Linked DNA regions of Sus scrofa: regions 1, 3, 4, 5 and 6 are each linked to region 2. The links are chromatin contacts, called in public Hi-C, HiChIP or PLAC-seq and promoter capture Hi-C maps. All regions are on one chromosome and are shown on one strand. The core of a region is the stretch at or near the end of the contact, and the rest is flanking DNA. Distances in the headings are between cores, read along the strand shown.

The links. Promoter capture Hi-C pulls out the DNA fragments that hold promoters and counts their contacts. Hi-C and Micro-C count contacts between places; a contact is called where the count stands out from the background. HiChIP or PLAC-seq counts read pairs in DNA pulled down with a chosen protein or histone mark.
Region 1: a contact with region 2 is called in an H3K27ac HiChIP or PLAC-seq map of alveolar macrophages. The contact joins the promoter of U2AF1 here to the promoter of SIK1 in region 2. A contact is called at or near these places in 1 of 5 promoter capture datasets (liver), 1 of 47 Hi-C or Micro-C datasets (liver) and 1 of 2 datasets of contacts at active chromatin or transcription factors (alveolar macrophages).
Region 3: a contact with region 2 is called in a Hi-C map of alveolar macrophages, with 1.9 times the contacts expected there. The contact joins the promoter of PDXK here to the promoter of SIK1 in region 2. A contact is called at or near these places in 2 of 5 promoter capture datasets (fetal liver and liver), 2 of 47 Hi-C or Micro-C datasets (alveolar macrophages and liver) and 1 of 2 datasets of contacts at active chromatin or transcription factors (alveolar macrophages).
Region 4: a promoter capture Hi-C map of liver shows a contact between it and region 2, with 2.6 times the contacts expected there. The contact joins the promoter of CSTB here to the promoter of SIK1 in region 2. A contact is called at or near these places in 1 of 5 promoter capture datasets (liver) and 1 of 47 Hi-C or Micro-C datasets (skeletal muscle).
Region 5: a contact with region 2 is called in an H3K27ac HiChIP or PLAC-seq map of alveolar macrophages. The contact joins the promoter of HSF2BP here to the promoter of SIK1 in region 2. A contact is called at or near these places in 1 of 47 Hi-C or Micro-C datasets (retroperitoneal adipose tissue) and 2 of 2 datasets of contacts at active chromatin or transcription factors (alveolar macrophages and skeletal muscle).
Region 6: an H3K27ac HiChIP or PLAC-seq map of skeletal muscle shows a contact between it and region 2, with 9 times the contacts expected there. The contact joins the enhancer-like site here to the promoter of SIK1 in region 2. A contact is called at or near these places in 1 of 5 promoter capture datasets (liver), 20 of 47 Hi-C or Micro-C datasets (alveolar macrophages, brain, embryonic fibroblasts and 11 more) and 2 of 2 datasets of contacts at active chromatin or transcription factors (alveolar macrophages and skeletal muscle).

Annotation. Positions count from the first base shown.
Region 1 is chr13:206,255,758-206,259,228 of Sscrofa11.1, reverse strand. U2AF1 (splicing factor U2AF 35 kDa subunit) reads left to right here and starts at 1,532. Exons shown (of 8, transcript XM_021071048.1): 1 at 1,532-2,034. The coding sequence starts at 1,991.
Region 2 is chr13:206,463,710-206,467,215 of Sscrofa11.1, reverse strand. It overlaps SIK1 (serine/threonine-protein kinase SIK1), which reads left to right and starts at 1,414. Exons shown (of 14, transcript XM_021071058.1): 1 at 1,414-1,542; 2 at 1,956-2,126; 3 at 2,543-2,659. The coding sequence starts at 1,971.
Region 3 is chr13:206,675,106-206,678,484 of Sscrofa11.1, reverse strand. It overlaps PDXK (pyridoxal kinase), which reads right to left and starts at 1,580. Exons shown (of 11, transcript NM_213943.1): 1 at 1,507-1,580. The coding sequence starts at 1,580.
Region 4 is chr13:206,709,176-206,712,602 of Sscrofa11.1, reverse strand. It overlaps CSTB (cystatin B), which reads left to right and starts at 2,005. Exons shown (of 3, transcript NM_001097496.1): 1 at 2,005-2,114. The coding sequence starts at 2,049.
Region 5 is chr13:206,627,537-206,631,182 of Sscrofa11.1, reverse strand. HSF2BP (heat shock factor 2-binding protein) reads left to right here and starts at 2,032. Exons shown (of 9, transcript XM_021071073.1): 1 at 2,032-2,179; 2 at 3,163-3,419. The coding sequence starts at 3,384. RRP1B (ribosomal RNA processing protein 1 homolog B) reads right to left here and starts at 2,007. Exons shown (of 15, transcript XM_021071070.1): 1 at 1,805-2,007. The coding sequence starts at 1,934.
Region 6 is chr13:206,299,029-206,302,718 of Sscrofa11.1, reverse strand. No RefSeq gene overlaps it. Among named protein-coding and RNA genes, the nearest start is that of CRYAA, 7.0 kb to the right of the region's middle. Within about 2 kb of position 1,793, at least 53 of the 83 cell types and tissues checked have an H3K27ac peak or open chromatin away from gene starts, as enhancers often do. A contact at or near this core is called in alveolar macrophages, brain, fetal skeletal muscle and 6 more, where this site is marked.

The DNA of each region.
Region 1 (3,471 bases), core at 283-2,782, 210 kb after region 2:
TTGAATTAAAGTACTTAAGAAATGACCAAGGCAAGCGTCCTTCTGTCCCCCGAGAGGTGGAAATAAAACCTCACAAGAAAGAGGCCCTCCCTGCATCTGGAGGTAGACGGACTCCCCTTGTGGTCAGAGATGGGGACTTGGGGGCAAGAAGATTCATATAAACAAACTATGCTGCTTCTTTAACTGGAACCCCAACAGGAGCTTTTTGTCCTGTCAATTCCTCACAATTTCACCATTTCTTTATCTAAAATGTATAAAAGCTGCCTGCTTTGGCCGCTTCTCAGGTCCCATTTCTATGCAACCTCCATGCAAGCATGAATTAGAAAGTTTCTTTTTCTCCTGTTTATTTATTTTTGGCCTCACCCCCCAGGCATGCGGAAGTTTCCCCACTAGGGAGTGAACCCAGGCCACAGCAAATGATAACGCGAGACCCTTAACCAGCTGTGCCACAGGGAAACTCCTGCTCATCCGTCCAGTGTCAGTTTTACTGTAGGTCCAGCCACAAGAACCCAAGACAAGCAGAGGGGAAAAGGTCCCCCTTCCCAACAGTACAAATAGGATCACAGCCGCTGCTATGACACCCACTACATAAACAGAGATTCTCAAACCACAAGGACGTCCAGGGTCCTCGGAACCACTCTGGGGCTCAACGAGCGTCTGATCACCATTTGCCCTTAGCATGAAAATCACTCTCAAATGTGTCTTATACCAAATTTTAACACCCTAGAGACCACCAAAATAGTAAACATTTCTGCTAGAAAAACAATGTTTGTGTAGTCCTCCTCTAGGAATAAACGTCCATGCTGCTTCTTCAGTTTACATGGGAACCCCTGAGATTGCAGCGCTGGCGGAGCAAATACAACAAGTGTCCATCTGCCCCCCAAACAGAAAGAAGCCCGCAGGAGGGCACTTGGTGTAGGATTGCTAGTAAAAGTGAGACTGGCAACAATCCATGTGCCCATCCACAGGGGACTGGTTGAATAAGCGATTCACCACCACACAGTGGAGCCACAAAAGCGGTCAGGACATGACCACGTAGTCCTTCGGAGCCACCTCCAGGATGTAAGGTTACATGAAAAAAGGCAAGGTGGGGGAAACGGTGGGTGGAAAGGAACTGCCCTAAACAGAACAAACTAGGGTAACCGGAGATGGATAGCTCTGGGGGAAGGGTCCGGCGCCCCCGTGGGTCTGTAACCTCGTGCTCAGCTCTGCCCGGCCCCTCTCCCCGGAGCTTCCCCGCGCCGAGGCTCTTCCGGGGCTTTTAGGGTTTACGCGCCGGGAGCTACTAGACGTCCCTAAAGCAGAGCCGCCCCTGGTTTTTGCAGTGGGTCTCGCGCAGTCGGCCTCCTGGGCGATCGGAGCCTCCGAACCCGCCAGGCTTTTCCCGGTCGGGCCCAGGCCCTAGCGGCGCATTTCCCGGGGCCCGCGGCGTTGGGCCACCCCGGCTCCGTTCCAACCCACGAGGGCGCTGGAGGAGCGGGGGATCTTCCCGGAGGAAGGGCTCGAAAGGCGGTGAGGGCGGGGTTGTCCCACAGCGAAAGTACGAGGAAGGGGAGCCTGCACCTCGCAGAGCTCCGCAGAACCCGCCCAAGCGGGGCACGCGCGCCCCGGGCCTAGCCCCGGGGACTGCGTGGAGAAGCCCCTACCCGCCGCCTCCCGACCGCCGTTTGCGTGCTCGGCTTCCCCGGGCCCTCCGGGGGCGCCGGCGGGGTCGGGGACCTCGGCCTGGGCCCAGGGCGCTGGGAGCGCGGGCCGGCGGAGCTGGAAGCGCGGGTGCGGGGCAGGGGGAGTGCCGGAAGGGGGCGCTGGCGGGCGGCACCTCCCGTGCCCGCCAAGTCCCGCCCACGCGCAGGCAGCGCCTCTTCGGATTGGGCAGCGACCCCCGCGCCGTCGGGGCGGAGCGAGCGTCGTCGCGTCCGGGTGACGTCTCCCGCGGGCGTCGGGCGGGGTCGTCGGCGGCGGTGGCGGCGGCGGCGGCGGCGGGTGGGAAATGGCGGAGTACTTGGCCTCCATCTTCGGCACCGAGAAAGACAAGTGAGTGGGAACCGGCCGCCGGGTTTCGGGCCGCGGGGGCGGGCGGCGCGCGAGCGGGCTCGGCCTCGGGGCCTGGGAGGCGGCGGGAGGCCCGGCGGGCCGGCGGGGGAGGGGAGCGGCGGCCCTTCCGGCCTCGGGAGCCGCGCCGCCGCCTCGTGCGCCCGAGCGGGCGGGCGACGGGCCCGGGCGGGCGGCGGGCTTCCGCTCGGGCGGCGCGGCTGCTCCCGCCCGGGGCGCCTCGGCGGCCCACCTACCGGCGACGGGGCCCCCGCGCCCCCGGGTCTCCGGAGCCGTCCGAGTTGCGCTGAAGTTGTCAGCGTTGCCAATCCCCGCAACTTTCAGCTTTTGAGGTCGCGTCGGGCAAGCCGTAGTACAGACCTCGCCCGAGTTAAATCGTCTGGTAACTTAGGGTCCGAACCGTTGGGGTTTTATCCACTTAATAAGGCTCCTCTGTGCTTAATCGATGATCTGGGCTGATCGTAAGGACGTTTGATGAGATTACGGTTAACTAGCCTAAGAGGCACAATCTGCTTCTAGAACACTTGAAAATGCAATTCCAACATAAGAACGAGGTAGAGAGTTTTTTCTTTTTTAAGGTTGTGTGTCTTCCCTAAGCGATGGCTAGCCTGAAGTTTTTAAAATATTTTTGACTTTGCCACGTATGAATTTCCAATGCAAAGTTTAGACTAAGGGGAATGTTTTCAGACACTTTGGAGGATAATTGTTAGTTCGCAAACCTAAAGACTAAGCTTATTTTATTCTTTGGGTAAGTGGTTCACATCTCGGGATCCTTCAAGGCTGTACGAGGCTTATGCGAATGTGTTTTTAATGATAAACCCCTAAGTTTGGTGTAGATAACGTTTTGATACTACTTTATCAAACACTTTCAAGTTGTTTCTGTTTTCCAGGGTGCAGTCGATCTTGTAAAATGTCTTTTCTCACATATTCCCGAATTTCCTGTCACTTGGAGGAGGGGATTTTTTTTTTTTTTTTTTTTTCCTAGCAAAACTCACAAGACAGAATCATCAGTCATCCTCTAGGACGTTTGTTGGAGGCCAGTCTCTGGGCACTCAAGGATGCATAGTCTGGATCTTGTTCTCAAGGAGCCAGGGGTGCTTGTCACGTAAGGGATCGCACAGAAGTCAGATGCGTTGAAATTGTTACGTGCTGTGCGAGAGGCGTGCCCGGGCCTCACACAGCAGTTTGGGGACCCTGGTCTTGAAAGCACTGGCCAGCTCCGCTGGGAAGAGAGGCTTCTGGCGTCTGGTGAGGAGCCCGCAGTGTCAGCGCCACTCTCCGGATTGTATAGCGGCCGTCTTAGGTCCCAGGCACTGGTGTTCCCTCTCTCTTGTAAAAAGCTGCATGAGGTGTTTTCTCTTTACTCTGAAACTCTTCCTGCAGAGGTTCATTCCAATAACATTTTTTACTATGCTTGCT
Region 2 (3,506 bases), core at 165-2,664:
CCACTCCTGCAGCCCTGGGCAGATGGCGCTGTGGATCGGGCAGCAGGCAGAGGAAACTGAGGCCAGGGGACCTGCAGGGTCCAGGCTCGCCAGGGATGAGGCTCTTGCTCTTGCCCCTGTCTGTCGGCCGTCTTGGGAGGGGCTGCTCCTCCCAGGGACAGGGCTCTTTTGCCACCTGTATACAGAGCACCTGGACGCTCGTCAAAGGGCCGACCTTTACTGAGGGTATTGTGACTGGGTTTCGCAAATCTCCGGCCCCAGGAACGGGAAGACCTTGAGTGGAGTCCCTTCGCATCCGTCCTCCGGCCATCCCAGAAGCCAGCCCTTGGGGACTTTCCTCCTCTCTCCAGCCTGCGGGTTCTTCCACCAAAGGGAGGAGCTTCACGGCAAAGAACTGCCTGCAGTCATCAGCTGGCTTCTGACCCACAGGCTGGACAGAGAATGAGCTGAGCAGGCGGCTGAGCCACTCCCCTGGCCCGCCTGGGGTGGGGCGAGGCAAGGCGGGAGGACAGACAACTAACAGCGTTCCCCTGCCCCCAGCCCAGGGGCTCAGTCGCAGCCCCCATGACACTCTGATGCACCAGGGGAGCTTGCAGAGATGCAGATCACGAGTCCCCTGTTGAAGTCTCTAACTAGCTAAACAACTAGGATTCCTAACTGGAGTTGGGCTGCCCAGGTCCTCCATGTACGTAGCTGCCACCCTCTGGAGGGCAGCCAATTTGGGGTGTGGGAGCTGGCCTGCTCTCACCTGCACCCTGTGCCGGATCTGCGAGTCTGTGAGGTTTCCCAGGCCCCACCCAGTACTTCCCCTAATAGGCTCCAAGGCCTTGTCTCTATTATTTCCGACAGAAAATGGGGGACACATGAGATCCCCATCCGGCTAATGGCGACCCTCGAGTAGGGGTCCAGCAGGACGCCGCCGCCACTGTGCTGCACGTCAGAGGGTTTTGGCACCGCGCTAGAACCGACCCTGTTGGGAGGGTCCCCGCACACGCGGGCAGGAGGCAGGGTGGCGCCCGGGGATGGAAGGGTTAAGCCGCCCGCAGCGCCCGCGATGTCCGGTAGGGGGCGCGCGCCGGCGGGAACGCGGGCGCGGGCTGGCGAGCTTCGGGCGGCCGGCGCCCCTGACGTCACCGCCCCGCGGTCGCCAAGGCGACGGCCTCATCAGCGCGCGCGTCAGAGCCGCCAGTCTCTTGGCAACCGCCCGATCTCCCGCTCTCCCTCCTCCTGGCGCTCGGCCGCGCGTCGCTCTGGCGTCAAAAGGACGTCAATGGGGATGTATCAATCCGGCGGCGGCGGCGTGGGCGGGGCCGCCGTGGGCGGGGCCGGCGACGTGGGGGCGTGGCGGGGGCGGGCCCGGCGGGCGGGGCGCGCGGCGCGTGCGGCCGGAGAGCGCCGCGCCGGGCTCAGAGCTGACATGCGGCGCGGCCCGGGCGGCGGGCGGCCGAGCAGCGGGCGGCCGGGCAGCGCAAGTGGCCGAGCGGGCAGCAGGGGCCGCGGGGCGAGCGGCGTCCCGGCCTCGGCGCTCCGAGGGCGTCGGAGGTGAGGCGCAGCCCGCCGGGCGGGCGGCCGCCGCGGGGCTCGGAGCTGCGGGCTCCGGCGGCCCCGCAGGTGCGCGCGCGGGGGCGCGGGCCGGGGCGCCGTCGCCGGCCTCCCCTTTGTTGTGCGGCGGCTGGCAGCCGGGCTTCGAGGTTCGGGATGGAGCCGACCACGGTCGGCGGGCGGGTCCGCGACCCCCGGGGGGGGCTTGGAACCCGGAGCCCGAGCGGGGCGGCCGGCCGGCTTGGGAGCGGGGCGCACGTCCCGCGGGGCTCCAGGATCGGGGGTCGCGGTGGAGCTGATCGCCGGCGGGGGCGGGTGGCGGCGAGCGGCGGCGCGTCCGCGCGCCCCGCGGGCTGGGGGCTCCGGGGGTCGGTCGGCCAGCGCCGAGCTGAGCGGAGCGCGCTCCCCCCCAGGTGCGGCCCGGAGCCATGGTGATCATGTCGGAGTTGAGCGCGGCCCCCGCGGGCTCGGGCCAGGGCCAGCAGAAGCCCCTCCGGGTGGGCTTTTACGACATCGAGCGGACCCTGGGCAAGGGCAACTTCGCGGTGGTGAAGCTGGCCCGGCATCGAGTCACCAAAACCCAGGTGCGTGTGGCGGCGGGACCCGGGGTGGACGCTGCCCCCTGGGGCCGGGAGCTGGTGGATTCCCTCCCTGCCTGTGGGGTCCTTCGTCCTGAGGTCTGAATGCTGACAGTTCTCAGTTTGATGAAGAGAAAAAAAGCTTTATGTTATGATTATGCGTAATTTGTATGAATATTGGGGGCAGCAAAGAGAATAATGATCCAGAGCTGGAGCCAGCAAGGACGAGGCATTTATTGAACTTTGACTTTTTAAGTAATATTAATGATTACTTCAGTTATTTTCCTCCCCGAACTTTTTGTGACCTTTGGGGAGGCAAAGTGTTTTAGAAATTAACCCACAAAAAGTGAAATGTGTAAATTAGCTTAAGGGAGAAGGTTTTTTTTAAGACAAAACTTCCTTTATCTTTTAAAAAACTCTAGGTTGCAATAAAAATAATCGACAAAACACGATTAGATTCAAGCAATTTGGAGAAAATATATCGTGAGGTTCAGATCATGAAGCTTCTGAATCATCCTCATATCGTAAAGCTTTATCAGGTAAGGACTCAGGTTTGCCTGTCACTGTGACTTCTGCCAAGTGTATCATTTTCAAATTTTCATCAACTTAAGCCTCCAGTTCTGGAAGGCTGTCTCTCCTTGGGTGTACGTGGGAGTCGGGGTTGCTTGTAGAAGGGAGAGAGATTGATTTTTGTAAGCTGGGCAATTATTTTCTTGCTTTTCGGATCATACTTCAGATCTGCTTCATTAAACTTTTATTTAGTGTCGTCGTTCATTCCGGTTTTAAACCCGCGGAGGTCGGTTGTTCATTTACTATGAAAACAAACGAGCAGATCTCTGTACCGCCGTAAGCCAGCCCTGCCTTGAGGGTGGAAGGACCAATTGGAGTGAAACTGGGCACTTCCACCTTAGCAGATAATTATTAAACGGTAAAACCAGTCGCTCTTACCCGTTTTTGGAAACTTATTTTTGCAAAGGCAGCAGTGAGCAGTCGTCCTGTTTCAGCTCTTCCATTGAACAAGGAGCGATGAAATACTTTGGCGGGGGTGAGAGCAGGGATCTTGCCACCTAAGCCACGTTAAGAACGTGCCTCGCTCACCCTGCCTGTTTTTTGCTTTGCTTTGTGACTTTATTTTTGTTCTCCCGTCGAAACTAATAAATGATATCTTTGGCACCTACATGCTGATTTAATTAGGACAGCAAAGCCGTCTCTCCCTTAGCCGATCTCTTCTGCAGAAAGAACTCAGATCTTCTTGCAGGAGGATACATTCTTGTCAGATGCTCAGGATCTCACCCAGTTGTGTTGGGTTTAAGTTCCTTTTGATTCTCACGAACCCCTGGGGTCCGCGGTGAATATGGATGGGCCAGTGGGGGTGTGTGTGTGTGT
Region 3 (3,379 bases), core at 331-2,830, 210 kb before region 2:
TCTGCACACCTCTGCCAAGAGTGGCGCCCCAGGCTCCCTCCAGGTGGGGGAGCAGCGGCTGCTACCACTCTGGGGGAGGTGTGCTCTGTTCTCAGGGTTCTGCCTGGTCCCCCACCCCCCACCCCAGCTGCCCCTGCTTCAGAGAGCACCTTCCCCTCTGCAGGGGCCCACCCCAGGGGCCCTGCCCAAGCAATCCATGACCGGGCTTCAGGTCAGGTGGGCACCCTGGCTGTCCCCTCTGGCTTGCCCTCCACCACCTGGAACAGGAGGACCAAGGACCAGGTAGCTGAAGCACCACACACAGGTGTGCTCACAGATCAGGGCCAGCCAGGCAGGTCACTTTGGCCTTGAACCCTTGTACTTTTCACCTTCAAGTCTTTGCCCCACTCTTTCCTCCTCTGGGGACAAGAGGCCAGCCTGAGGTGGGCCCTCGAGCTCCACCGAGGCAGCTCCACCCCTCCCCACCGTCCCTCTAGCCAGCCGGCACCCCACAGGCCATTGTGAGAGTGGTCCTTTATGTCCTCGAGGGCCCAGCATGGGAACAGGGCACACACAGCAGGGGCCTGAGGTCTGCTCCCAGCTTAGGGACCCGGCCCAGGGACAATGGACGGAAGGTGAGTGGTCCAAGAGCGCAGCCACCCTGCTTGGACCGCCAGCCTCCTGCTGAGCCCGCCAGTAAGCACGGGCCTGTGCCCCAATGCCGACACCCGAGCATGACTCTCCCCTGCACTCAGGCCTCCACCTCTCCTCCCAGGGCTGCCCAACAGTAACCCTGAGGCTGCAACAGGAAGCAGCGGCTGCTGGCTGATGAGCCACAGGGAGACCCGAGCCTCAAGGAGGCCGGGCAGGAGGCGGGAGGAAGCCCAGTGCAGCCAGAGAGCAGCTGCTAAAGCCAGAGCCTGCAGGGGCGTGAAGTGGCCTCTGGGCCTGCCTGCTTCAGCGCCAACACCACACCTGCAGGCGGGCCTTCTCCGCCCCATCGTCCTCCAGGGGACCACCTCCCAGGAATGATGAGCCGCAGGCCGGCCCCCTCCCTGACCTCCCGGGCCTCACTGCGAGATTACTCCTCCCCTTCCCTGTTGGCGTCCTGACCCGCAGGGGACAGGGATGGAGGGGGCGCTCACCAGGTGAGCAAAGCAAACACCTGCCTACCCAGGCCCTCTTTCTCGGGATCTCGGGTCGCGGCGCCGCTCTTTCTTAGCCCCGGGGTCGCGCCGGCGGGAAGGGGCGGGGGCTGGCAGGTGCGCACAGCTCAGGCACCCGGGCTTCATCCTAACCCGGTGCTCCCATCTCTGCCCCATCCCATCCATCCGCAGGGGCTCAAGGGCCACCCCGCCCCCGCCAAGCGCCTGCCTCCCGCGCCCGCCTCGGCCAGCCCGCGCTCCCGAAGGGGGGCCTCGGGGCCGCCCGGGTGGCCTGGCCAAGGTCACGCAATCGGGCTGCGGCCACCCCTCCGCGGGCCCGCACGGCCGGGCGCGGGGACACCGCTGCGTTACGTAAGCGTACCTGCAGCGGGAACGTTGCCGCTCGGTTGCCCACGTAGCCGCGGACGACGTGGCTCTGGATGGAGAGCACCCGGCACTCCTGCTCCATGCCTGGCCTGCCGGGGCGGCGCGGGGCCGGGCGGGGTCAGCGTCTCCGCCGCGCGCTGGGGCTCCGATCCGCTCCGCTCGGCTCCCGCCGCGCTCGGGCTGCGCTCTGCCGCGTCCCCGCTCGGCGCAGGCGCTCGGCTCGGACGACAGGCCGCCTCCTTCTGACCTCAGCGCGGCTGGGAACCCGCGGGGCCCGCGCTGCGCGGGGCGGGCCGGGGGGCGGGTTGGGGAGGGGCATCCGCGAGGCCCCGCCCCCGGGCCCTCCCTGGGGACCGGCAACTGCAGACCGCACCCCTGGCCCCCGGCGACCCGCCCGCGTCACTCGGCGCTCCGGGCACGTGGGCGGCCACCGTCCAAAACGCCGGCTTTGCACTTTCGATTTTACCGAGGAAGGCGCTGCGGTGTCCCGAGCCTTCATTATCCGCTCCCTGAGTCGTTCGTTCGCTCCCGAGGTCCCCTGTCCTGCTCCTGCGCCCGCCTCTAACCCCAGGGCTCCGCAGTCATTGGCGCCTCCCCGGCGGGTCAGACAAGGACCCTTCCCAACGTGGAAACGCAGGGACGTGGCGCCCTGGGAGTGGAACCTGGCAAGGGTGCGAGCGGAGGGCCGCGGGCCTGCAGGTTCCCTCGCCCAGGCCCCATCGGGCCAGGCGGGTCCTCGCCTGGGGCCTACAGAGCCCGGAACCCGGTGCAGTGCCCTGCCCCTCCGGCCACCGCGCGACCAGCGCTAGGCCGCAGTGTAAGCGTGCTAGTGTCCTGTGGGGCTCCTGGACACACAAGCCTTTCTGTGGCCTCCATGTCTTGTTTTGGGGACTAAACCTCAGCCTCCTGGACCTTCCCTGAGTTCCCACGGGCAGCTGCTCCTCAGGGAGGGGAGGGGATGCAGAGAGCAGGGAGGAGCCGGACAGCCCTGGGGCAGGGCGGTGGAATAGCGAGACTCTCTTTGAGCCTTTCTGCAGAACTGAAACCCCCGGTAAGGGAAGAACTGCTCCCGAAGCATCTTCCTTCCGGGAAGAAGGAGGACCCAGCACCAGACCTGGGGCCACTAAACACCAGCTCTGAAAGACAATGCAAGCTGGCCTCCACCCTGATGCTTATCTGCGGCCCTATTTTCCACTCCCCAAACCATAGAAAACCATAAAGACTGTGCCCTCCTAATCCCTTCCAAGGCGGGCACAGTCTTTAAGGCATTTGCCCGCTGCAGCCGCCTTGCCTGGCACAGCAATAAAGCTGCCTTTTTCTCCTGCACCCAAAACTCTGTCTCTGCATTTTCATTCGGCACTGGCAGACAGAGGCCGAATTTCGGCAACGACGGGCTCCAGGCCCACCCCACAGCACCAAGACTCCAGGGGGGGCGCCTCCTCAGAGGTCTGGGGCCACATCTCTGCGGGGCCATGAGAACCTCAGGGACATGAGACCTTGGGGACGCCCAGGCCCCTAGGTCTCCAACCCTGGACACGTGGCAGGCCCTCTGCCTCAGGGTGTTGCAGCTGGGCCATGTGGCCCGTGCCTTCTCCCCCCCCCCCCCGCCCCCGCCCCTCAAAGTGCTGTTTGGAGCTGGACCTTGTGGGGGGTGATCAAGGTTAAATGAGGTCATAAGGACTGGGCCCTGGTTACCCAGAAAACTGGGATTTGCCTCTTGGCGGGTGTCCAGCCCAAAGAGACAGCCAAGCCGAAGAGGGAGAGATGATTAGTCACAGCAAGTCAGGAGGACACCAGGGATCTTTCCAAAAGCAGTGTCCCCCCAACAGCAAAACTGGGGAGGTTTGAAGCGAAGGGCTCATGCATAT
Region 4 (3,427 bases), core at 756-3,255, 240 kb before region 2:
ATAATTAATAGTAGGAGTTCCCCGATGGCCTGGCGGTTAAGGATGCAGCTGTTGTCACGGCTGCAGATTGGGTCACTGCTGTGGTGTAGGTTTGATACCTGACCCAGGAACTTCCGAATGCCGTGGGTGAAGCCGGGGGAGAAAAAAAAAAAACCAAACTCACGTCCAGTGTGTTTCCTCTTGGCTTTCTTTTCCCTCTTTTTGCTCCCTTCTGTGCTGGCCATACCTGTTCAATCACATTTTTGTCTAATCAACGAGGAGCAGGGGACGCAGGGCCCTGGAGCCACAGCCCTCCAGGAAGCATCACTGTTTATGGGCTCTTCTGAGTCATCCTCAAGGGCAAGATGACCCTTCCAGGTTCTACGGACACAGGCCCTGTGGTCACAGGCCACCAGACTCAAGACACGTAGACCGCAGGCCAGGAACCCCAGTTCCTCCGTTCCCTTTTAGGACCTGCTAACCCAGAAGCCAAGTGGGAGTGGGGCTGAGGCTCGCCTCCCCTTCCCCTGCTGGGATCCCTGCTGCAAATCCCCCACCGGAATCTGGCTCCTGCGCTCAGGCCTTTGCTGGATTTGTCTCTCCCCGGCTCCCAGGCCTCAACCACACATGACCTCAGGTGCTTTCCTGCACCTGCCCTGGCAGGCACTAGAGGCTCAGCTCCTGGCACCTGCTCACGCACCACTCTTACTGGGGCTGTGCCCTGGGCCCACCAGGAGGCGAGGCTGGGCCTGAGCCCGCAGAGTCAGCACCCGGTCATGGGAGAGGGCCAGCGCCCACTGGGGTGCAGCCCTGCAGGGAGGGGGCGGCTGAATCTTTTTGAAAGGCAGGTCCTGTCCAGGCAGCCCCATGGGCCCCACCCTCCTGGATAAGACAGGGGCCTGTCCCCTCCCAGGTGCTTGAACCTCATCTAAATCCTAAGCCAAATCCCATCAGGACCAAGCCCTTAACTGACATCCTGGATCTGACCCCCGCCCCAGCCCGAGGCCTTAGGAGTCATCAGCTCGCCATCACTGGACTCCTTTGTGCCTTTTCTGTCCACCCACGTCAGCACTGGGCCCCCAGCGCACACACTTGTGATGCACACAGCAGCCCACACAGCAGGTGGACACAAGTGGGGCACCTTTGCTGGTGCCGGGGCCAGGCGAGCAGAGGAACAGGGCAGTGAGCAGAGGAACTGTCAGGGCGGCGACTGCGCGTGGGGCCTTCTCTCCCCTCTGTCCGCACGTCTCAGGTCCAGCTGCCCCCTCCTCTCCAGATTCCAAATGCCGGCGTCATTTCTGGACCTCCCCCTGTCATCACATCAAACTTGGGGGGGGGGGAACTAAGGCAGGGCAGAGGGATCAGGGAGCACTGTGCGGTCTGGGGGGCCAGGATGGAGCCAGGCTGAACCATCTCCACCCCGCATGCTACCGGGCCAACATTCCCCACAGGGCAGCGCGGGACTGGGACAACTCCCACCCACCCACCGTGCCCACCCTGCGCCCACCCCCACCACTCCTCTCCCGATATTCCCCGCGCTGCATCCCCACTCCCACACCCCATCCTGCAGGGCAGCGTCCACCCCCGGGGGATCGGAACCCCACCGTCCCCACCCTCCGCCCCCTCCCGCTGGGCGTGGGCCACACCCGCCCCGGACCCCGCCGGCCCTGCCCCCACTCGCGCCCCATCCTGCGGGCCCCGCCCCCCGACTCGGCCGCAGGGAGGACGCCACCCAGCTCCGGGGGGGAGATGGCCCTGCAGCACACGACCCTTGGCCCCGAGACGGTGCCTGCCGGGGGTCCCAGGCTGCGACCGTGCGCCTTCCCCGCGTCCGTCGCGAAGGGGGTGCCGCGCGCCCCATTCCCAACCCGGACGCCCCGCGCCGTATTCCGATCCCGGCATCCACCCCCCCGCCCCGCCTTGCGTAGTGGTTCCGCCCGCGCATCACATGACCGCCTCTCTAGGTATTTGTGCTCCGCGGAGGTCCGCCACTCCGCCACTGTCCGCTGCTCCTACGTGACAGTCGCTCCGCGACCGCCGCCCGGTGTCTGCGCCCGTCCACCGCCACGATGATGTGTGGCGCGCCCTCCGCCACGCAGCCCGCCACGGCCGAGATCCAGGCCATCGCCGACAAGGTCAGGGCTGCGAGGGGCGGGCCGGGTCCTGGGGGCCGGGGTTGGCAGCAGGCCTCGCCGCTGGGAGGGAGGCGGTGCGCCCGTGCGCATCCCCCCGCCCCGAGGGCCGGGCTGGGCGCAGGACGATGCCCCTGCACGCCTGTCAGGCGCGAGCCGAGGTGTGCACAGAGGGAGGGCCGCGAGGGGACGATTCCGCAAAAGCGCTCAGCAAACCCTGCAGCCTGTGAGTGAGGTCACCGTGAGCGAGTCTGGGGACGGGGCACACCGGCGCCCTAGACTCAGACTTGCACGTTTGTTGCGTGCACGTTTGAAACAGTCACCAGAACCAGGCAGAGCCTGGTCCAGACCCTGGGCGGCTGTGGCGCTGCCTCCAGAGGCACCTGGTGGGCAGGAGCCGGTGAGGATGGAAGGAGCGCGCCCTGCACTACCTGTCATCGGTGAGGCAGGGCGGGCTTTACGAGACAAGTTCAGGGCACAGGAAGGCTGAGTTCCGATAAGAGGGGGAAAAAGGAGACAAACTTTCATCTCCTTTAATGCGGCCCCGCTTCCTAAACTGGAGGCAGGAGGTCAGCGCCCTGTCCTTGCTCAGGTGGCCCTGACCATCTGCAAACCGTGGTGGCGGTGAGTCCGTCTCTCGGGGCTTTTGAAAATGAGCGAGTTCCCAGGGCGGAGTGTGAGCGGGGCTGGGAGGCGGTTCCTACAGCTCTTAGCCCACAGCCACCCAGAGCCCAGCCACCCACCTCTTCCTGGTTCTCCAGGCTGAAAAGTCCCCGCGTGTCACGTGAACTCTGTGTGTCACCTCCCTCGGGAAAACGGAGTTGCTGTTTCGAGGGCCGCTGGGTTAGATGTCCCTCCCTTGAAAGTGACATGTCAGTGGACAGTTGTTGTTGCTGCTGGGCAGGGGCACCGTCTGGCGGCCTTGGCACTGACGCTTTCGGGAGCGGTCTGGGCTGCAGATGAGCACCGAGGCCGGAGATGGGGCCCCGGTCAGAAGCTGGCCACGGTGGTTCCTTCTGTCCCACCTCATCGAGTGGTCAGCTCCTGTCTCAGAGCCTTCTCTCCGTTCCTCCTGGGCCCCTCAGGGCTGGGAACTGGCAGGTCCCCTTGGCCACAGCCCAGCCCACCTTTCTCCTGGTCAACAACTGCCGGCCCCCGGGCTGTGGCCTGGCCTGGCGTTGGTGGCCTCCACATTCCGTGTTCCGCCGCCTCTGTTGGGGCGGGGGTTTCTCACCTGTGCTTGCAAAGGGCAGGGGCTTTCCTGCCTCCACTCCTGATACCGAGAGATTGTTCCCGCCTCCCGGGGGGCTTGGGGC
Region 5 (3,646 bases), core at 783-3,282, 160 kb before region 2:
CTGTTCTTGTGCCCTGGCAGCCCTGGGACCTCGGGATGTGCTCCCGCTTCCAGCTAAGGAAGCAGACAGAGGCTTACGGCATTTTGGGGGAAGAACGACACATCAGCAGATAAGCTAAGTGCCACAATGGGGACATATCAGACACTTCAGACTTGTAGAGAAGTGGGGGGAGAGGACAGGGAAGGCATTTCAGAAAAGCGATACTGGACTGACTGCTGTGAGTGGATCAAGTGGGCGGGGGAGCTTTTCAGAGTGAACAGAGGCGAAAGTGGGAGAGTGTGGAGGAATGGTGTACGGTAGCCCAGGACCCAGTGTGAAGCAGCCGCACAGGGGCTGAGGTGGGGGACAGAGGAGGACATGTCACCACCAGCAAGGCCAGAACTTCAGGAAGGTGGTGATACAGTTGTTTCAGGAAGATGCGCCAGGCTGTTTCATGGAGCGTGGGTTTAAGGGGGCACACATGCAGGTGTTAGATCAGTTAGGAGGTAAGCGTGTCAAAGCCTCGATGAGATGGAGGAGCCTTCAGTAAGGGCAGAGAAATTTAGGAGATGCGACCAAAGGACACTAGATGCAGGGCTGGGGGACAAAAAGAGGAAGAGGCGTCCAGGACCATATACCCTGCGTCCAACTGGAGTCTGAGTGGAGGATGGGAACTAGTGCCCAAAATAAAAGAGCAGAAGAAGATGAGCCTCTGTGGGGCATTCTGAAGCCTGAGGACATCCAGGTGGAGGTGCCAGGTGGGAAGGGCATATCTGAGCTGCAAGCAGCAAAGGTCTGGGTTAGAAAGTTCGGTTTAGGAACACACAACATTTATGGAATAAGAGGAAATCAAGTCTGTCAGGAAGACCCTAACAGATTTGAAGTCAGGAAGTCTGGCTTCGTTCCTCTTCCTAGGACTTCCCAGGAGAGTTTATCTTCTTTTTCCCAGAAGCCTTCAAAAGAAGGCTAACTGAGCGATCAGCACAGGGGGAGACATCCATTCTTTAAAACAGACTCAATGTATTAACACTAGCAGCAAATCGGACTTTTCCTCAGTGCAATAAAAAACTTCACCGCACTGTAATCCATGCCTTCAAAGGTTTACACCGGACCGGGTAAATACGATTCCTCAATGGCACCCCGCTGCAGTTAAAACCCAAACTGAAGAGCCCGCTGTGACCTGGCCACTGCCTACTTTCCCAACTCGCGTCCTAACACCCTCCCTCTCTCTCACTTACCGCTCTTCCAGCTCCTCATTCGTGCCCCGGCTCAGATCTGGAGAACATCACCCCGAGAGGCCTCCCTGCAACAGTCTTTGGAGAGGAGCTTCCCCGTTCCTCGGTTTTCATTTCCTTTACTCCACTTACACGAGTTCCGTTTCAGTTATCTATTCCCCCCCCCCCCCGCCAGATTTCCCGGGATAAATTCCTCGGGGGTAGGGATTCGGACTTCTCCGTCCTGGTCAACTGAAGGCGTGACTCAAGGAAGAGCGCACCAGAATCAAACAGGTGAGTGCACTGATCCCACGTGCAAGCTCTGGGAGGGCAGACTGGGACGGTTCTCGGCTTTCCGGCTCACCGGGACCCTCAGCGGACCACCTAACCCCCTCCGCCGCCGCCGCTCAACCGGAGAACCGGTGGAGACCCCGCAGGAAGTGGACACAGAGAAGCACACGGCTGTGCCGCACGCTCTCCCCGCTCCGCCCGCGGCTCCCCGGGCCCGCCCCCCACTCCCGCCAGGACCCCCCCCCCACCGCGGCTCCCTCCCCTCACCCCCGCTCCCCCACCCCGGCCGCCATGTGCGCGGCGGACCGCAGGGAGCCCACCTGTCTCCCTCTGTGTCTTCACGCTGATGTACTGGCGCAGCTTCTTCACCGCCCGGTCTCGGATGCCCTTCTCGTGGGACGCCAGCCGTTGAGCGAACTGGATCTCGGCCGGCTGCATGGCGGGGGCCATCGCGCCCGTTGGAGCATCCCCGGCCGCAGCCCGCCGCCGCCGAGCGCCCGCCGCCGTGCCGCGACTGCGCAGAAGGCGCCGGCGCGCGGGCTGATGACGTCACAAAGGCGCCGCTCGCCGCTCGCAGAGCGTTCCGCGAGCTGCGGGCCGGGCCCCGGCGGAGCGACGCTCCTCCGGTGCGCGTCGCGCCTCTCCGCCGCCGCCGCTGCCTCTCGGTCGCCAAGGCTCGGGCCGTTGAGGGCGAGGTTAGCCAGCGCTGGGTGTAGGCCGGGAAGAGACGGAGGGCCAGTTTTGCGTGGTCTGGAATCTTGCCCACTTCACAAAATCTCCATCCAACCGACCCGCAGCTGTTCCCGGGAGATACACGGCACCGGGTTTTTACGTTGGCCTCCTCGGGCCGCGGTGGGAACGGGGTTCTGGCGGGAGGTTGCGGGCAGCCCGCTGGAGGGGCGCCCGGAGCCGGGGCGAGGACTGGGTGCGTGTGCTGGTGCGTGCACCCGCGGGCCTGGAGAGCGCGTACTCCGGGCACTCGGACAGTGTCGGCTTGTGTCCGGCTTTGGACAGAAGTCCTAGTTGTGCGATAATCGGTACCTTTTTTTTTCTTTGGTGTTTTTGTATTTTTCCAGGGTCGCACCCACGGCATATGGAGGTTCGCCGGCTAGGGGTTTAATGGGAGCTATGGCCGCCGGCCTACACCACAGTCATGGCAACTCGGGGTCGAGCTGCGTCTTGGACCCACACCACAGCTCACGGCCACGCCAGATCCTTAACCCACTGGGCGAGGCCAGGGATCGAACCTGCAACCTCATGGTTCCTAGTCAGATTCGTTAACCACCGAGCCACCACGGGAACTCCCGTAACCGGTACCTTTGAACCCAGAGCTTGCACCATATGTTACGAACTCAGTGGGCATATGGGGGCTAGTGAATGGACCAAACGATGTCTCCCAGTCCATGGGGTCGTCTCAGTTCCTTAACCTGCTGGCCGGACTGAGGCTCCCTTATCTGGGGCAGACACCGCCGCCGCCGCCGGCGGAGCCTGTTGTCAGAAAGCTTCGACCTTCGCGAATGGAGTTTGGAGCTGAGCGCGCGAGAGGGGCCGCCGGCGGCTGCTTCGCGTGAACGCATGGCCCCTTAGTCTAAATAACACCCCTCGCCAAACATCAAGGACCCGAATCGAGTGATTTCACTGGACACTGACACGTGGGTCTCCCTGTTCTTCTTTGCAGTTAACAAGTTACGACCTCGGCCAAAGCCGGACGAGCCCACGCGGGATCTCGCCTCCACACCCCCGGCCCGTGGGGACCGCGATGCAGCGAAAGCTCTACGAGGTCTGAGCCTCGCGGCTCCCCGTACCTGACCCCGGCGTGGACGCGTTCCCGCGCTCGCCGGCGTGAGGGGTCCGCGCGTGCGCGCCCGCGCAGGCGCACGGAGCCGAGACCGCGCCGCCATGGGCGAGGCTGGCGGCGCTGAGGAGCCGCGCCGGGTCAGTGCCGAGGCTCGGGTCGGTGCCGAGGCGCGGGCCGCCGCCCGCGAGTTCGCGCTCTTGCCCTCGGCTCCCCCGCGCTCAGCGGGGTCTGCCTGGGCCTTGCTCGGGGGCTCGGGGAGGCCCCGGACGTCGTCTGCGGGCAGCGTGGCCAGGGCCGGCGGTGGGGGGCGGCGGCTCCGCCTCCGGAAGCGCGGGGGCCGCGGGATGGGCGGGGGCCGTGCCCC
Region 6 (3,690 bases), core at 544-3,043, 160 kb after region 2:
CTGTCGCCAGAAACACGCTGGACGGTGGCTGCAGGAACGGGCAGTGAGAAAGTCAGGACCCGGCTCAGGAGCGGTCAGCTGGGGTTCGCATCCCCCCCACCCCCGCCCCAGGCCACTCCTTATAATTCAGCTTTTCACAGGAAACCAGCAAAAGGAAGCACCTGCTCCAGTAAGTCCCCGCAAGGGAGCCCAGGGTGAGCTGTCCGCATGGACTTGCACACAAAGTCCCCACACATGGCTGTCCCCAAACATAGCTGTCCCCAGCCATGGGGAGGAAAGCGGCCCTGGTCCCCCCCAGGAATTGCTCCATCATCACCGGAAAGCTGCCAAGGTCCCGCAGTCGTGTGGGCAGAATGTGGGCATCCCACCTCTACCCCCCTGGTCTGACTGGTCTCCCCGGTGCCCCCCCATCATACTTAGCAACCTGCAAACCCACCCTTAAGTGCAGTGAGGCTCTGTCTGAAGAGGTTTTGGAAAGATGTGTTTTTAAGCACAATATTTATTATTGTTGTTGTTGATTTCTGGCTCCTGGGGGTGGGGGGCTGGGCGGAGATGAAGGCAAGAGGGAAGAGCCTGGGGAAGAAGGAGCAGCCTGATCCTCATGTTCCTTGCCCGTGACCTTGGGGTGCCCTTGAGCACACCGTGCCCTCCCCCCCTCCAGGCTCAGCAGCCAGGCGCTGCAGCCACACCGAGACGGCCAGGCGTTCCCAAAAGCCCCTCGTGAAAGGGACTGCTCGCCAGCACACAGGGAGGCTCCCCTCAAGGGGGGGAGACGGGCAGGATATGTCTGGCGTGGTTGTGTCTTCAAGTTCAAGCACACATCAGACAGAGAGAAGCTGACGGGAGGCAGGAAATAGAGCCTAGAGCCTGCTCGTGGCCATTGCAGGTGCGTGTAGTGCGTGTCTGTGTGTGCATATGTGTACACAGACGTGCAGACGTGCATACTCTGCACCTGTGGCTCACACTATGTGTTGTGCATGTGTGTGTGCTTGTGTGTTTGTGTTTGCATGTGCATGTGACTTGAGCCGTACGTGCACGTGTGTGCGTGCGTGAGCCCACACACATGCGTGTCTTCTGTTGGGTTCTGTTTTTGTGACAGCAACCTGCACACATCCACCACCCCTGCTCCTGCAGATTCCACCCCCAGCCCAGGATCCTGGAGCAAACTCACAGCGGCAGAACCCCCAGCCTGGCCACCCCAGCAGCCAGGACGCTGGCCCTAATGTGGGCCACATGGGGGCCGCAGCCCTGGGCCAGGCCGCCCCTCCCCGGCCCCAGCCTGGGCGGAATCCCCTTTGGGCAGCCCACTCCCATCCCAAGTCCTGAAGGCCAAGGGAGGTGCTAGGTGGCAGGCACCGCCCTGACTCCAGGAGACAGGTCCTGGCCTTGTCCCTCAGGTCCCAGGCCCCCCTGGTGGCTTCCCCTTGGACGTGCGGTCTGACACAGGTGCACAGCCTCGGGGTGTAGCATCTGGCTGATGAGACCGCTGACCTGTGACCCCGCCACTGTGCCCACCCGCATCAGGTTCCTGTCTGACACGGCTGGACACAGTGTTGAGGCACTGTGTTAGGGCTGCCTGCCAAGGCCATGTCCCCTCTGGGCACGTGGCAGGACCCGAGGCTGCTCTAGAGTCTTCCCAGAAAGAGACCGTGGGAGCCAGCAGGCCCATGGCCAGAGAGGGCCGACACACGACGTCATTCTGCCAGGGGGGAGATCCCCCAGAGCCACAGGGGGCCCCCCCCACATGGTGCTGGCCTGCCAGGCAATGATTTGCCCCTTTTCAAATGATTTCACAAACAAGAAAACGAAACAAAAACTGCTTGTTGTAAAGAAATACCACTGGCTCCCAGTGGGGCTTTTCTTTTCAGTGTCCTCTGTTGGACACCCACTCCCTGGGTCAGGACGGGGTTTCCCAGAGCTCTCGCGGCCGGCCCACCCCCAGGAGCTGGTCGCAGCAGATGCGCGGCTGCTTCTGGACCCGTGAAGGTGACCTCTCAGCTCCGCCCCTTCTTCCCGCGAGGGCCGGGCGGCCAAGACAAAGCCTCTGCTGGCACCTGGTGGTGAGTCTTGGAAACGCAGGAGGCCACGGGCTTGCTGGACGCCCCTGGGAGAGAGTACCATCCCCCCCACCCCTCCCACTCCCCCCCACCCACCCTGCGCCTCGTGAACTGGTGAGAAGCAGGATCTGATACTCAGAGGGCCTCAAAAATCTGCCTGTGGTCACACAGCAAGTCACCTGCAGATCAGGACCAGGCTGACTTCTTCAGTGCCTTCTGACTTGGGGTGAGCTGTGAGGCTGTATAATGACACCTGTCGTGCAGGGGCTGGAGTCCTGCCTTTGAGCTCAGACAGGCAGGGTGAGTCCTGGCCGGGCCCTCCCCGATGGGAGCGCCAGGTAAGTGACTCAGCCTGGAAGCCTGCTTTTCTCCCTAACAGTGGAGCCCGTTACAGGCAGCTGGGCTGCTTTGGGGCTGCCAGCTGCCAGTGTGGCTGGCACAGTGTCTGGCACACAGTAGGTGCTCCGCCAATGCTCTTCCTGCTGCTGCTGCTGTTGATAAATGTCAGTGATGACCCTGCAGCTCAGGGTGACCGTGAGATCCCGGAGGGGACCTCGGTTCCTGCTCCAGAACCACGTAACCACGTGCAAGCCTCCTATTTGCTGGAATGAGAAGGTGCCCCTCCCCCCAGGATCTAGAATGAGACCTAGGGGTGGGGAGGCTGCTCTGCCGCCAGGCCACACCCCGTCACTGACCCACCCACGGAGGCAGCTGCTGTTACTCCGGAGTCCCTCAGGCTCTCCTGGATGTGAGTTTCTCGTGGAGAATTATCAGCTCGCAGACTCCTGGGCTTCAGCCCCACACAGGCCAATTCGGCAGGTCTGGGCCAGGGCCTGGGCATCTGTATTTGTGCAGGACTCTGAGTGGGGCCCACAGACCATCAGTTTCAGGGGATGCTGGCCAACCCGCCTTCACAGTTTGGTGGTGGGGACAGCCGCGTGTCCTAGGGTGAATAAGGCTGGACTCCAGTGGCCCAGGACTGTCTGGGGAGTGGCCCCCAGGCAAGACGTGACCAGAAGTGGACAGGGTGGGGGGAAGGCCAGCGGGCCAAGAAGCATCAGCAGGCAGCAGAGGCGGGGCAGCCGTGCGGGAGGTGAACCCCGGGCCTACAGCACGTGGACAGGCGTGAGTCTGGAGGGAGGAGCAGGAAGGGCAGCAGGTGGTCCCTTGGGTTCTGAAGTTCTTCCTACAACAGCCCGCGGCACTGACACTGGCAGAGCACCATGGTCAGAGCTCTGGGGCCGCCCGATGCCTGGTGGGCATGCCTGGTGCCCCCGATGCGTGGGGCACGGCCAGACAGCCATGGCCAAAGCTGAGCTCCTGTTGGCATGAGTGCAGCCTCCTGCCTGGTGGGCATCGGGCACACCTGCCCTGGACTCTGCAGAAGATGATAGGCAGCTGGGTGCCTGCACGGAGTCAGTGATACTTGGCCGACAGCAGCTGTGGAGGGTGGGCCGTGTGGGGACTGTTCCAGAACAGGCCCCCTATACATCCCAGGGAGCATGGATGCTGCTGACAGGGCAGGACCAGCCGGGCAAAGGCCAGGGGGATGCGGGGCTGGCTCTCCAGGGCCAAGAAGGGGCCAGACCCTGGCCGTTGGTCAATGGCCTCAGGCATTTCCATCGGACCCCAG